Regions from separate parts of the Ovis aries genome. Here regions 2 and 3 are each linked to region 1. The links are chromatin contacts, called in public Hi-C maps. All regions are on one chromosome and are shown on one strand. The core of a region is the stretch at or near the end of the contact, and the rest is flanking DNA. Distances in the headings are between cores, read along the strand shown.

Evidence for each region. Hi-C and Micro-C count contacts between places; a contact is called where the count stands out from the background.
Region 2: a contact with region 1 is called in a Hi-C map of hypothalamus, with 2.1 times the contacts expected there. The contact joins the promoter of MYO1E here to the enhancer-like site in region 1. A contact is called at or near these places in 4 of 16 Hi-C or Micro-C datasets (blood, hypothalamus, skin fibroblasts and 1 more).
Region 3: a Hi-C map of tail adipose tissue shows a contact between it and region 1, with 4 times the contacts expected there. The contact joins the promoter of RNF111 here to the enhancer-like site in region 1. A contact is called at or near these places in 5 of 16 Hi-C or Micro-C datasets (liver, muscle, omental adipose tissue and 1 more).

Annotation. Positions count from the first base shown.
Region 1 is chr7:49,320,966-49,325,492 of ARS-UI_Ramb_v3.0, reverse strand. All of the region lies in intron 26 of MYO1E (myosin IE), which reads right to left. Among named protein-coding and RNA genes, the nearest start is that of CCNB2, 41 kb to the left of the region's middle. Within about 2 kb of position 1,867, at least 17 of the 54 cell types and tissues checked have an H3K27ac peak or open chromatin away from gene starts, as enhancers often do. A contact at or near this core is called in hypothalamus and tail adipose tissue, where this site is marked.
Region 2 is chr7:49,116,725-49,121,251 of ARS-UI_Ramb_v3.0, reverse strand. MYO1E (myosin IE) reads right to left here and starts at 2,563. Exons shown (of 28, transcript XM_004010559.5): 1 at 2,188-2,563. The coding sequence starts at 2,190.
Region 3 is chr7:49,460,344-49,464,870 of ARS-UI_Ramb_v3.0, reverse strand. It overlaps RNF111 (ring finger protein 111), which reads left to right and starts at 2,535. Exons shown (of 15, transcript XM_060417856.1): 1 at 2,535-2,885; 2 at 3,415-3,471. The coding sequence starts at 3,467.

The DNA.
Region 1 (4,527 bases), core at 618-3,117:
CAGAGATGTCAGCTCATCAATATGCACTGCAGGCTCTACAGCCAGGGCGATTAGTCAAAAATGAAAGGCATACAGACTGGAAAAGAAGTGAAAAATACCTCTATTTGCAGATGAGATGAGCTTGCACACAGAAGAGCCCAAGGAATACGCTAAAAAATACTACTAGAATAAAAAGATTCAGAAAGACTATAGAACACAAGATCAATATACAAAAATCAGCTATATTTCTAGGAACTAGCAATGAGCAATCTAGAAAAGGAACTGAGAGGACAATTTCAGTTACAATACACAAACAGAATATTACTTAGGAATAAATTTAACAAAAGAAGGATGATTCTATTTACATGAAATGTCCAGAAAAAACTAACCTATTCTGACAGAAAGTAGATTAGTGGTTGCTGAGGGCTAGGGGAGGGAGGGATGACGGCTAAGGAGAAGAAGGTTTCCCTCTGGGATAACGCAAATCTTCCTAAATTAGATTATGATGATGGTTGTATACCCCTGACTATACTAAAAGCTGGTGAACTGTATTTTGAATGGGTTGATGTTATGGTATGTAAATTATATCTCAAGAAAGCTGACTCAAAAGTAAAAAAGTAAGGGGCTTCCCTGGTGGTCCAGTGGTTAAGGATCTGCCTTGCAATGCAGGGGACACGGGTTTGATTCCTGTTCGGAGAAGATCCCACATGCTGCTGGGCAGCTAAGCCAGAGTGCCACAGCCACTGAGCCTGTGCTCCATAATTCCTGAAGCCCTCATGCCCTAGAGCCGGTGCTCCACAACAAGTGAAGCCACTGCAACGAGAAGCCTGTGCATGGCAACTAGAGAGTAGCCCCTGCTCTCTGCAGCTAGAGAAAGCCGGCACAGCAGCAAAGACCCCACACAGCCATACACAGATATTTCTTTCAAAGATACTTGCACAAAAAATATTTTTAAAATAAGTAAATTGCATGGGCCCCCCGGGCTCTGCAGTGCACTCTTGATACCCAGAGTCAGCTCAGCCAGCTTGTGTACAAGCAGCTGCTGGATGTCCCACCCAGGAACTGGGACACAGTGGAGGAGGGGATGGAAGACCATTTAAACACCTGTGTGAACACAGCCACTGTGTGGTCTTTGATTCCAAGCCATCAGAGCCTACTTCCTCAGAATAAGTCATCAAAGTAAAACCTCAGGGATTACTGAGGCATTGGGTTCCCGTGGACAGTGGACATTGGCCTGATTGTCCCAGGCCCTGGACAACAGCTGTCATGCAGTGTAAGGTCATCTGGTCGTGTATCTCTTGGCTGAATGGGGCTCACAGTGCTCCACAGTTGGGAGGGGGAGATTCCAGAGAGCTCTGAAATGGGGCACTGTTTGCTGGGGAGCAGCAGTATCGACGAGGTGGGCTGTGCTTGATGGGGAAAGGACCTGGGGGTGGAGAACAGCTCGGCATTTTGCATCAGGAAAGGGGCTGTTTAGGCGATCCCAAGATCACCACTGTCTGCCTCTGGAACCAGGAAAGGGGACAACTGTCCAGTCAGGCAGCACCTTCGCCAAGTGAGCCCTCCTCCTCTCCAGTCACTTTTGCCCCATTCTCACATCTAAGCATGTCCTTGCTCTTCTTGTGAGTGTCAGCAGAGGGGGTGTGGTCTGGGAACCCCTGCCTGGAGCTCTGGGAAAGATACCATGCTGGGCATTTTCAAATGTTGCTTCATTTAGCCTCACGACACTCCCATGAGATCACTGACGTGGGTTCCTGGAATTTCCTGCTGGCTTCGTCAGCGAATGGCGTGATGCATACGCGGCAGACTCCCAGAGCTCCAGCCACACTGATTTTTCTGGCCCCATGCTCCCCGGCCCACACAGAGCACTGCTAATTCCTACTCAGCCTTTGGATCTTGTTTCAGCCCCTGCAGCATCCTCTGGTAGCCTGTGTCTGCTCTAAGCAGGGGGTAGGTGCACTGGGGACAGGGGCCTGGGCTACCTGTCTCCCTAGCAGGACAGCAGAGTCCATGGAGGTGTCTGTTCTCACCATAGTCATCCCTGGACCTGGTGTCAGGCCCAGGAAGACTGTGTGGCCTCAATCTGCACGTCCTGCAGGAGTAGTATAAGGGACTGTGGCTTGAATCGGAGTAGGTGCACTGGGTTTGAGGCCCAGTTCCGACACTGGCTGGCACATGACTTGGATCCATCACTTCACATCTTTAGGGATCTGTCTTCATGGGTTAAAAAGAGGGAATTCTGGCAATGGCCCAGGCCCTTTTCCTAATTCTAAGACAGCTTTCCAGAGTGCTTTTAAGATCTCTACTGTCAGACCAACCACAGAACACAGGACACCTGCTCCGATGGGGTGATCACTGGCTCTTTACTAACTGCAGTGCAGACCTGGAAACCATCACACAAATCAGTCAGAACAGCCATTTTCCTGGCTGGCTTGGACTCAACTCAGACTATCTCTTTCCACCACTAGGTGGCGATCCTGTGCAGTCAATAACGAGGAGATGACGGCTCCTTTCTACCAGCTACCAGAAATTGACACCTCTCACAGTCATGAAAAAGGGATTCAGACTTTCTTACCTAGCAAACAAGACCCTTGTGCCCAGTGTGCAGGAACTGGCTTCAACCCAGCCTGTGAGAGCAGGCTGTCACACTTTCAGAAATTATGTGGGTCAGTTGTTAAAGAATCGTTAAAGATGAAATCTGTGGTGTTGAAGACTTGAGAGTCCCTTGGACAGCAAGGAGATCAAACCAGTCCATCCTAAAGGAAATCAACCCTGACTATTCAGTGGAAGGACTGATGCTGAAGCTGAAGCTCCAATACTTTGGCCACTTGGTTCAGAGAGCTGACTCATTGGAAAAGACCCTGATGCTGGGAATGATTGAGGGCATGAGGAGGAAGGGGGCGAAAGAGGATGAGATGGCTGGACTCAATGGACATGAGTTTGAGCAAACTCCAGGAGATAGTGAAGGACATGGAAGCCTGGCGTGCTGCAGTCCATGGGGTTGTGAAGAGTCAGACATGACTGAGTGACTGAACAACAAAGATGAAATAAAAAACATCTCACTGAATAAGTTAAATTAAAAGCAACGGCAACAAATACTCAGAATTTAACCCTCCCTAATTATTTTACCACATTTTACATCTATCCATGCTATTAATGTCTGCTGCCTACATGACGGTGGGAGATTGCATCTCCTCCCAGCTCTGCAACCAGTGGGGGAGTCACCCTGGTAGCTTGAAACGGGCCACACAGAGAGGGGAAACTAACAAATGTTACAGCTCTGTCGGAAAGACTAGAAAAGTCTCTCAGAGCACACCACTGTCCCTCATAGTCACTCACGTTTACTCGTCTGAAAGCACTTAGACTAGTTTTATTTTACAACGAATATGCAGGATTTTATGGGGCTTCCCTGCTGGCTCAGCGGTAAAGGATCTGCCTGCCAATGCAGGAGACCCAAGAGATGCGGGTTCAGTCCCTGGGTTGGGAAGATCCCCTGGAGAAGGAAATGGCAATGCACTCCAGTACTCTTACATGGAGAGTCCTATAGACAGAGGAGCCTGGCGGGCTACAGTCCACAGAGGCTCAAAGAGTTGGACACGACTGAGCGACTAAACCACAACAAGGTAGTTTTTGGTAGTGCTCATATTTTGATATTTGTAGTCCAATTAAACCTCACCTGATTGAAAACTGCGTTACTGGGATAATGGGGGTTGGAGCAAGAATTTCTGAATCAAAACAACAAAGTTATTTTTCCTATTGCCATTTCAATAATAAAGGTTCTCTGTGTGCAGATTTGTATGGAGTTATAAAACTCCACATCACGGAGCAAATCCGGTTGTTTCATTATATGTAACTCTGGCCTAGTGTAAAGTAGCTTTGCTGTTACCATGTGACGCATCATTTCAGTGTAATCTGTATAGTCGACCCTTCACACTCAGGAGTTCTGCATCCCAGATGCAGATACAATCAACTGCAGGTTGAAAATATTTGGGAAAAAAATTCCAGAAAGTTCTGAAAAGCAAAACTTGCATTTGCTGGGCAGGGCAACTATTTCCATAACATTTACATTGTATTCAGTATTACAGGTCACCCAGCGATGACTTAAAGTACGCAGGAGAATGTGCGTAGGTTATATGCAAATACTATGTGCCTGCTCAGTCACTCAGTCGTGTCCAACTCTCTGCAATCCCCTGGACTGTAGACCGCCAGGCTCCTCTGTCCATGGAATTTTCCAGGCAAGAATACCAGAGTGGGTTGCCATTTCCTACTCCAAGGGATCTTCCTGATCCAGGGATCAAATCTGTGACTCCTGAGTCTCTTGCATTGGCAGGTGGATTCTTTACTACTAAGCCACCTGGGAAGTTATACTAAGTATGTTTCTTATGGACCACAGACAACTGAGCAAGGAGATCTAGGCAGCCTGTCGGGCTCCTCTGTCCATGAGATTCTCCAGGCAAGAGTGGGTAGCCATTTCCTTCCCCAGGGAGTCTTCCTGACCCAGGGATCGAACCCGCATCTCCTGCATCGCAGGCAGATTCTTTACCACTG
Region 2 (4,527 bases), core at 1,314-3,813, 200 kb after region 1:
TTTTTGCCAAATTATTCTAGATCCAGTAGATGGAGTGACTGATGGCACAGCTCCTATTTCAGGACAGCCAGCTGTTCCAACTTTTCCGTCAGGGTATCGTGGCCTCAGCAACCGTATCTGATGCACTGATAGTCTCCTGGCACCCTATAGTACTGCCATCTGTGCTGTTGCCAGGGAACGCATCAATAGGTAAGTCAGACCCCATCCTTGTCGACTGACACCCTACACACTCTGGAAACAACTCTTCCTTAGAGCATGTTTCTTCTGCATCCACTTCACCATCCACCTACTTCAACAGCAATGGACTGAATTGAGCGACGAGTCTCCAAGGTCCCTAGAAAAGGCATCCCACAGTAGGTGACTCAGACAGTAAAGAATCCACCTGCAATGCAGGTTCCGTCCCTGGGTCCGGAAGATGCCTTCAAGAAGGGAATGGTTGGCTGCTCACTCCAGTATTCCTGCCTGGAGAATTCCACGGACATAGGAGCCTGGCAAGTGGGCTACGGTCCATGGGGTCACAAAGAGTGGGACACAGTTGAGTGACTAAACACACACACACAGTACTTTTTAGCCTCTACAGCATGAAAAATGAGTCAACAAGGTAAAGTTAATTTTCTCAAGGTACCACTCAACTATTTAAATTCAGTAAGATTCTTCAAGCTCTTGACATAAAACACATTGATTTTTCTTTTTTTGGAAATATTTAACCATGGAAAATAATTATAGCAATTCTAAAGTACTTAAATTTAAGTAGCCAATTAGGCTGTGGCCCAGTTTAGGTATCTCCACCCTAATACACAGTTTAAGTAACTGGTTCTCTATAAAGGTTCCAAAAATAATGTGGGGTGGGCTGACTTCTTAAATCCTAAAACTGAAAGGGAAATTTTATTTACAGATTAAGTACCCTCTTAGGTAGAAACAAGGGTGACATAACTTTGGACTAAGTGAAAACAAAACAAAACAAAAAGCTTTGGTCAAGGGTGCCCCTTTAAAGATTTTTGTGTGGTTGCTTTTAATCATTCTTTTGAATAAACACAGCACTGGATCAAGTGCTCCTTTTAGTTGTAAGTTTCTATGTGCCTTTGCTAATTTCCCCCAGCTCCTGCAGGATAGAGATTTTTAAATTAGTGCTGCACGGGTTATCATTTTTACTTAGCGCCACTTTCACAGTCACTTAAAAAAAAAAAAAAACAACAACAACAGAAGAGGACCAGCGGAGTCCTAAGTCAGATTAGTTGAAAAGAAGCAAGTGTGGAAACTATGAAGCCTTGGGGTAAAACTTCCCCCCTCCCCTCCGCTGATGGACTGCCAATCTCTTCAAAATAGAGCCCTTGCTTTTGTGCTTTGGAAAGAAAAGTACACACCACGCCAAACCCCAAGGGCTGTGGCTAAGGTTATGGGGGGCGGGGTAGTCCAGGCGGGACATTGTGGGGTAGAGGAAAAGTCAGAAACGAGTCAGAAAAAGAGCCAGCCACTTCCATCAATTTCCCAAGTACCGAAGGAAAAAGAACAAAAAACTCGACTTCCTCCTCTGCGAACCGTCTGCTGTACACCCGAAAAGTGCCAGCCACCTCGCACTTGGAGAAAAGGGAGGGTGGTGTTTACTCGGCCTTTTTGGTGCCAAGACCCTCCCGGCCGGCGCGGCTCTCAGCTGCCCGGGGCACCCTCGCCCGCAGCCGCCTGCCCACCGCCAGGTGCTCGCCCTACCTGGCGCCCGGCTGCCTTTGTGCGGCCGCGTCGCCCCCGCCGGCGCGCGGATGCCAGCGGGACAACTGCGGCGCTGCCGGGCGGCCGGGGAGGAGCGGGGTCCGTGGCGCCGGTGCTGCGGGCGGCCGCTCCTACCTTCCCAGCCGGGAGAAAGCGATGCCCATCCCCTCCCGGGGAGCCGTGCCCCTGAACTTGGATCTCCCCGGCTTCCGACAGCTGGCAGCCATAGCCAACCGGCCTCGAAAAGTTTGGCGACGCCGAAAGCGACTTGAAAGAAAGTTTTCCTTGGCCCCCCACTCCCTCTCCCCGAGCCCGGGTGGAGGAAAAGCGGCAGGAAATCAGGACTCGCGACGTGCCGGCTCCGGCGTCCACCTTCTCCTCTCCCGGCCTCGGCAGCGCGCCCAAGGTGGGTGCCCCGCGCCCGGGCTTCCCGCCCCATCCCCGGGTCCGGCGTCCCGGGACGCCGCGCGGCCAACTCACCATGGTGACTCGCGCCGCGATCGCGCCTCTGGCGTGTCCCGCTGCCGGGGAGCTGGGGCTGGAACGCAGTCTCCTGGGCGAACTTCAGAAGTTGGTTCCCTTCGCCAAAAACAGGCTCTCGACAACCCAAGGACTCACAAGAACCAATGGGAACCCTGGGGGGACTCCATCCAGGCGGGATCGGCGGCGGTAGGTGAAGGCGAGCAGGAGGCTGCTTAGCAGGCGGGGCGCATACTGCGGAGGACCAGGGTCCACCCAGACCCAGCGCTCGCCGCCCCGCCTAGGTGAGTGCAATGCTCTCCGCGCGTCCCACGAGCTGCCCTGCCTTGCTCCTCTTTCTTCGGCCACTTACTCCGTACTCCTCTGGCTGAGCCTCGACTCGGGCAGGGCAATCTGTCCATAAATGGAGAATTCAGCTCTGGCCTGACCAATCAGGGTTTGTTTTTACAGCGTCACTCCTCAGGGAAACCGTAGTAGCCAACAAGCTTGTAGCTGTTGGAGTTTCCAAAGCCCTCTGGATCCTGTAGTCCTCCTCCACGCCAGCCTCCAGAAAGCGCTGCTGACCTGGCTCGCTCCCTCTTGCAATCCCTGAACTGGTAAGAAGAAAACCACTCTGTGAAAGAGAAGTAAACTGGAAAACTTTTTTTTTTAACGCCAAAGTTAGAGTAAGTGTAGCTGAAGTGTATGTTTTTCCCATAGCTTCTTTTTTTTTTTTTTTTAAGAAGAAGGAAATATTTTATCAGCATAAAAGATCAGAGTCATGGCAGCAGCCCAAAGGAAATCCTTTTTCTTTCCAACGTCTGGATTGTGAGGAAAGTCAAAAATATCGTTGCCCCCACCCTTTCTTTCACCTGAATTTCCTTGGAAAACAAAGGAAGGCTTTTTAAGGGGGAGGAGAGGAAGGGGCGTTTTTGATGGCGAAGAAATTGCACGTGCACTAAGCCCAAGGACAGGGGAGAGAGGCGTGGGAAGGACGCCCACCCAATCTCAGTCGGCACAGATCTGCTGATGACAATTTGAGTTACAATCAAGCATCGGGTGGGCAGTGAGGAGACGATTGGGGTGGGGGGGAAAGCAGAATCCTGAAATAAATTAGAGCAGCTGATGTTTTCAGGGTTCAGAAGTAAACATGCTGGGTCATAACAAGATAGTCCTCTCTGGATCTATGGTAGGTAAGATTTGAAAACTTCCGGGCGCAGAAAAACTACCAAGCATAATGATTCACTGTGATTTGCTTTATGAACTTTGGGGGTAACCCTTCACTTGAATAAAGGATCCTCGAGTCGGAAGGGATGTTAAAAATCCTCTTGTCTGGAATGGGTAAACAAAATGTAGTATATCCACAGAATAGAATATTATCCAGCTGTTAAAAAGGAAGTACTAACAACGTGCTGCTACAACATGAACCTTGACAATATTAAGTGAAAGCATCCAGGAAAAAAGACGCCATGTTATATGATTCCATTTATATGAAATTAGAAAATCCACAGAGGCAGAAATCGATAACATTGATTTCCAGGGACTGGGGAGAGAGGTGAAATGAAGTGAAAGTCGCTCAGTCCTGTGTGGGAATAATTGCTAATAGTTCTGTGTTTCCTTATTGGTGAAAATATTCTGGAGATGGTAGTACAACTTTGTGAATATACTACAATACAAACCACTGAATCGTGCATTTTAAAAGGGTGAACCTTATAGTATGTGAATTATATCTCTGTCTTAAAAATTGAAAGATCATGTTGACCAAATTCTTGTCCTCATCTACACAGGAAGGCAAATAGATGTAATTGAATGACCTAATCATGGCCACTATGAATATAGTGGTCTCTGACTTCATCAAGCTTACAATTTTAAAGGGAGGGAGACAAAAGATAAATTTTAAAACAATAAATAATTACAGGAAAGATACAACTATAAGAAGAAGTAAAAGTAGTTTTGTACACGGAAGTACCATATTTGAAGCTATAGGTTAGATAGTTGATCTGAAAGCATTCCGTAGCACAGACTGGACAGGAAACCCTCGAGGCATCTGTTGAGCACTCATTAGGTCCGTACAGGTGTGATCATAGGCTAAGTATATTCGGATGTGATTCATTATTCTCAGGTAAATCCATGTCTCAGGGGCATGTCAGCTTCAAAATATGAGCAAGTATCTTAAAAACTAATGAACAGGGTATAGTAATTCAAAGAGAAAAAGAACACTAAAGCCTTTATTCCAAACATGAACTATTTCACTTCAACTTGGATATTTGTTAAATTTAATTTTTCGTTTTCTATGAATAGTCCTTCTTTTCATACAACCAATCCATGTATTACTCTTTATGTGTTGTTTGCATATAATAT
Region 3 (4,527 bases), core at 1,286-3,785, 140 kb before region 1:
TCCCCTCCTTCACCTTCTAGAACCACATAGTTATTCATTCTTCTTATTGTTTCTGTCCCTTCCTGCTCATTTCTACTACCCGCACCCCTTTTTACCTGCAATTCTGACTGGTCTTTGCTCCTCTCCTCTTGGCCTTCTCTGTCTGTCCTCTACTTGCCTTATAGAATGGTGTCTTTAATCAAATCTGATTATTTCTCCTCTGATTGATACCCTTTAACAGCTTCTCATGGTTTGAAATATAAAATAGTTAAAATTCCTTTTCCTAGCAAAAATCTTACTTAATACATTTCTGTCTACTTTGCTTCCCTTATCTCCTGAGACGTTCCTTGCAGGATACATTCAGTAGATCTTAGTAGAGAATTTGTTTCACGATGTTTCAACTAGAGGATTCTGTAGCTTAGTATTGCTAATCTTTCTGTGGGCAATGCCCTATTTGCTTTATGTAACTGTCTTATTAATGTTGCAAAATTTAAAGGTTACCTTCTCTTGGTTTGACTACAGTATTCTGTCTTTGTGTTCTCAGAGCGTGAGTGTGTCATCCTATACCTTCCACGTTATATTCTAAATAGTGGGCTTGCTTTCTGGGTCTTCTCAAATACTTCAAGTAAAACAGTGGTCATGTATCTAGTACTCACAATGCTCAGCACAATGTCTAGCACATAGTAAGTACTTGATAAATATTTGTTATACAAATGAATAATACCAAATATACGAAAGACCTGAACTGGTACAGAGTACAGAGAGGAATGGGTGGATTTTCAATATTTGAAATGTTTCATTGGCAGAATTGGAAGTACTTACTGCCTGATTAGAGGTAGGGAGTGAGGAACAGAGAGTTATCAAATATGACCATTATGTTCCTCATTAGATAACTTGGTCCTATTGAAAGAGACAGTGAAACCTGAGATGGATGAGATTTAAACACTATATATGTACATTCATTTATTTATTTTGGACAAGATGCATTAGAATTGCCTGTGAGACATAACCAGTAAACAGCCATATGGGTCTGGATCCCAGTTAGCACTGTGCAACAGAAGTATCACATAAGTTACTAACATAGTTTAAAATTTTTAACCTGCTTTTGATTTTTAAAACTTGAGGTATAATTGACATTTTCTTTCTTTTCTCCCCGACCTTCCTTTCTTTTTGGAGACAGATTTACAAAGTTCAAATCAATTAGACACCTGCTATTTTCATCACCGAATTTTTTTTTTTTTAATTTTCAAAAATCACTGCAGATGGTGACTGCAGCCTCCTTGGAAGAAAAGCTTTGACCAACCTAGACAGCATATTTAAAAACAGAGACATTACTTTGCCAACAAAGGTCCATCTAGTCAAAGCTATGGTTTTTCTAATACTCATGTATGGATGTGAGAGTTGTACCATAAAGAAAGCTGAGTGCGAAGAATTGATGCTTTTGAATTGTAGTGTCGGAGAAGACTTGAGAGTTCCTTGGACTGCACGGAGATCAAACCAGTCAATCCTAAAAGAAATCAGTCCTGAATATTCATTGGAAGGACTGATGCTGAAACTGCAATACTTTTGCTACCTGATGCAAAGAACTGACTCATTGGAAAAGACCCTGATGCTGGGAAAGATTGAAGGCAGGAGAAGGGGATGACAGAGGATGAGATTGTTGGATGGCATCACCTACTTGATGGACATGAGTTTGAGCAAGCTCCAGGAGTTGGTGATGGGCAGGGAAGCTGGGCATGCTGCAGTCCATGGGGTCACAGGGTTGGACTTGACTGAGTGACTGAACTGAATGGATTCTTTTTCCATATAGGTTATTACAGAATATTGAGTAGAGTTCCCTATGCTATTCAGTAGGTTCTTGTTGGTTATCCATTTTACAGATAGTGCTGTGTACATGTCAACCCCAAACGCCCCATCTATCCCTATTCCCAACCCCTTCCCCAAACCTCTAAGTTCACTCACTGGAATTTGAAAGGAAGTTTTACTGATTCCAAGGCCTACATCCCTTTTGCCTACAGCCTATTAATGCAAGTAATGAAGCATCTGTTGTCTCCTGATTTTTATAAAATAAGAAAACGTATATGATTGTACAGTTAGTTCCCAGGATATCTATTACCATTTTTTATCTGATTTTGAAAGCAAATTCACCTCAACGGTGATGATCTCATTGGTAAGGATGATTTGAGTACCATTTGCTGTGACAGACTAAACCATGGCGTTTTTGTTCATTACCTTAAGTATAGTTATTAATTCTGTGGTTGTAACTTTCAGTTATGAAAAAAATCAACCAAGATGTAGTCAATATTTTGTTTAATACTGAACGCATTTCAAAAATGAACATAAAACGAGCTTTAGGACTTCGTTAGGTTTCGGCAACAGACTGATAAGGCGAGTACAAAGGGGGAGGGCCAGCGAAGAGGGAGCCGGACGGTGAGAAACAGGCATCTGAGCAAGCGCAGAAACAAACAGATGTTAATGGAGGATTGAAGGCTACTGCGCTCTCACTTTGCGAACTGTCGTAAAGCTTTGAGTGTCGTGCTTCCTCGGTAGAGGAGGGATTGGTTAGGCGGCGGCGACTGGAGAGCAGCAGCAGTGGCGGCGACGGTGGCGAGGTGTTCGGTCTGCGCAGCATAGAAACGCCCGCAGTTTCGGGGAACGAGTTCCCGTGGGACCAAATTAGGCATTCTGACCCTAAGCCGGGTCAGCTGGGCCGAACCAGGCGCTGCCGCTGGTACAGTTTTGGTGGCGGTGACAGACGCTGCTCTTGACCGTAGGGGCCTCTTAGGCCAACATCTGAGGCGCAGATCACTGGCTCTCGACGCATCCTCTTCCCCGCTCACATCTCCTGTCTTCCTTCCTGGGCCAGCGATTCCCAGAGCCTGGGAAGAGGGTGGCTAATGATTCAGGTGAGGGGGCCGGGGGGAGGGGATCGATTGGAGGCCGCGCGTGCGCGCAACGGGGGAGGGGCCGGGCTGGAGGGGAGAAAGAGGAAGGGCTGCGGCCGCGGAAGGCTGGGGTCGGCGGCCGGCCGGTTACTGCTGGCTCCGTTGTGGCTTAGGGTCGAGGTTTCCGCGGAAGATTTAATTGTGTTTGACAGAGCGTTCGTCTACAGACACACCCACCCTCCTCAGTAAAGGACGGTGGGTGAGGGGATTTCTTTCCCCTTTTTGACTCTCTAGAGTCTTAGGACAGGGGCTGAGGACTGAGGCGTGGGAGTGCGATTTGACAATGGAGTGATGAAGGTAACCCGCACCCGGGGAGTTGGAGGGCGCTAAGGCAGCCCTGACGGTTAGGGAGTTGCCTCCTTCTGTGATCAAGGAAACGTAGACCGCAGAACAGCAGAAATACAGACGCGTCAGATTTTGTAAAGAGTTGGTTGGCTGGCCATTAAAAAAGCTTAATATTTTTATTATTATCATTATTTTTTTTTTACAGAGTTTATCAGAGCCGGTAGCAATGTTGTTGTGGAAATATTTGTGCTGCAGAAATGAGGTTTGTCACATAGTTCTTAAATAGGTTAGAGTAGATCTTTACAGATAACTTAACTCAGGTCTAAGTTTTAACATTTAAAAAAATACCAGGAAGTATAGGGTGTTCGTTTAATTTGTTCGTGTTTGTAGTGTGGGGTGACTCCATTGTATTGCATGCTTTCCTGTTTCTTGATTTATGTGCAGGATGAATTTAGAGCTCTCTGGGGAGATAAGATGCCAGCTGACATAGATTTCATTTTATAGTTCATAACGCTTTTTGTACCTGACTTAATCCAAACTTTATTTCATTTGGTGTTTTATGTTTAATTTTCTTGTTTTAGGGATCTCTTTAACCAAAAAGCACAGACTGGGAAAAAGATAACTAAGGTTCCATTTCCTTTCCCATTTCTGTTTTTTTTTTTTTTTTTGTCATTGCTTTCAAATGTTAGTATGTGATTTGGATATCACATACAAGTTTTAAAATACTGATTTCACTAGAGTGAAAGTCTACATTTTGATACTTTGTTACTGTATGTTTTTGGTAAAAATTTTCATGTCAGTGTAAGCAGTTATTTTTCATTTCAAACAATAGCGTTTAGTTGTGTTTATGAGACAGAACAAGTAGAACCCTTTCACTCGGAAAAGAATCTTAATTATTTTTTAATGCCTTGCTTTGTTTTACTCTCGTCCATCTCTTGTCATTTTAACCTTGGACAAATGACATCTCTCCTGTGCATTTATTTGCCTCTACAATTCCTACTAGTATTCTAAGAACTGACAAGGGTATTTATGAATAGGTCTGAATAATATTGTAGGGAAACTAGGAAGAGTAGAGCCTCTTCTTGTTTATCAGGGTTGCTGTATCTTATGTGTATGGATCTTTCTGTCACTTTCCCCCTTAGTGTCTTTCGGTCACTTGCATGTTAGTTCTTCACTGGAGTTGGTTTTTGAAGAAAGATAAAGTAAGAAATAATTTCGTTTTGAATGCATCATAGTGGAAGTTTCACCTTCACAGGTTTCACATCAGTACTCAATTTCTGCAAGTAGTTGAAAAATAACTATACTGATCTTTAATATA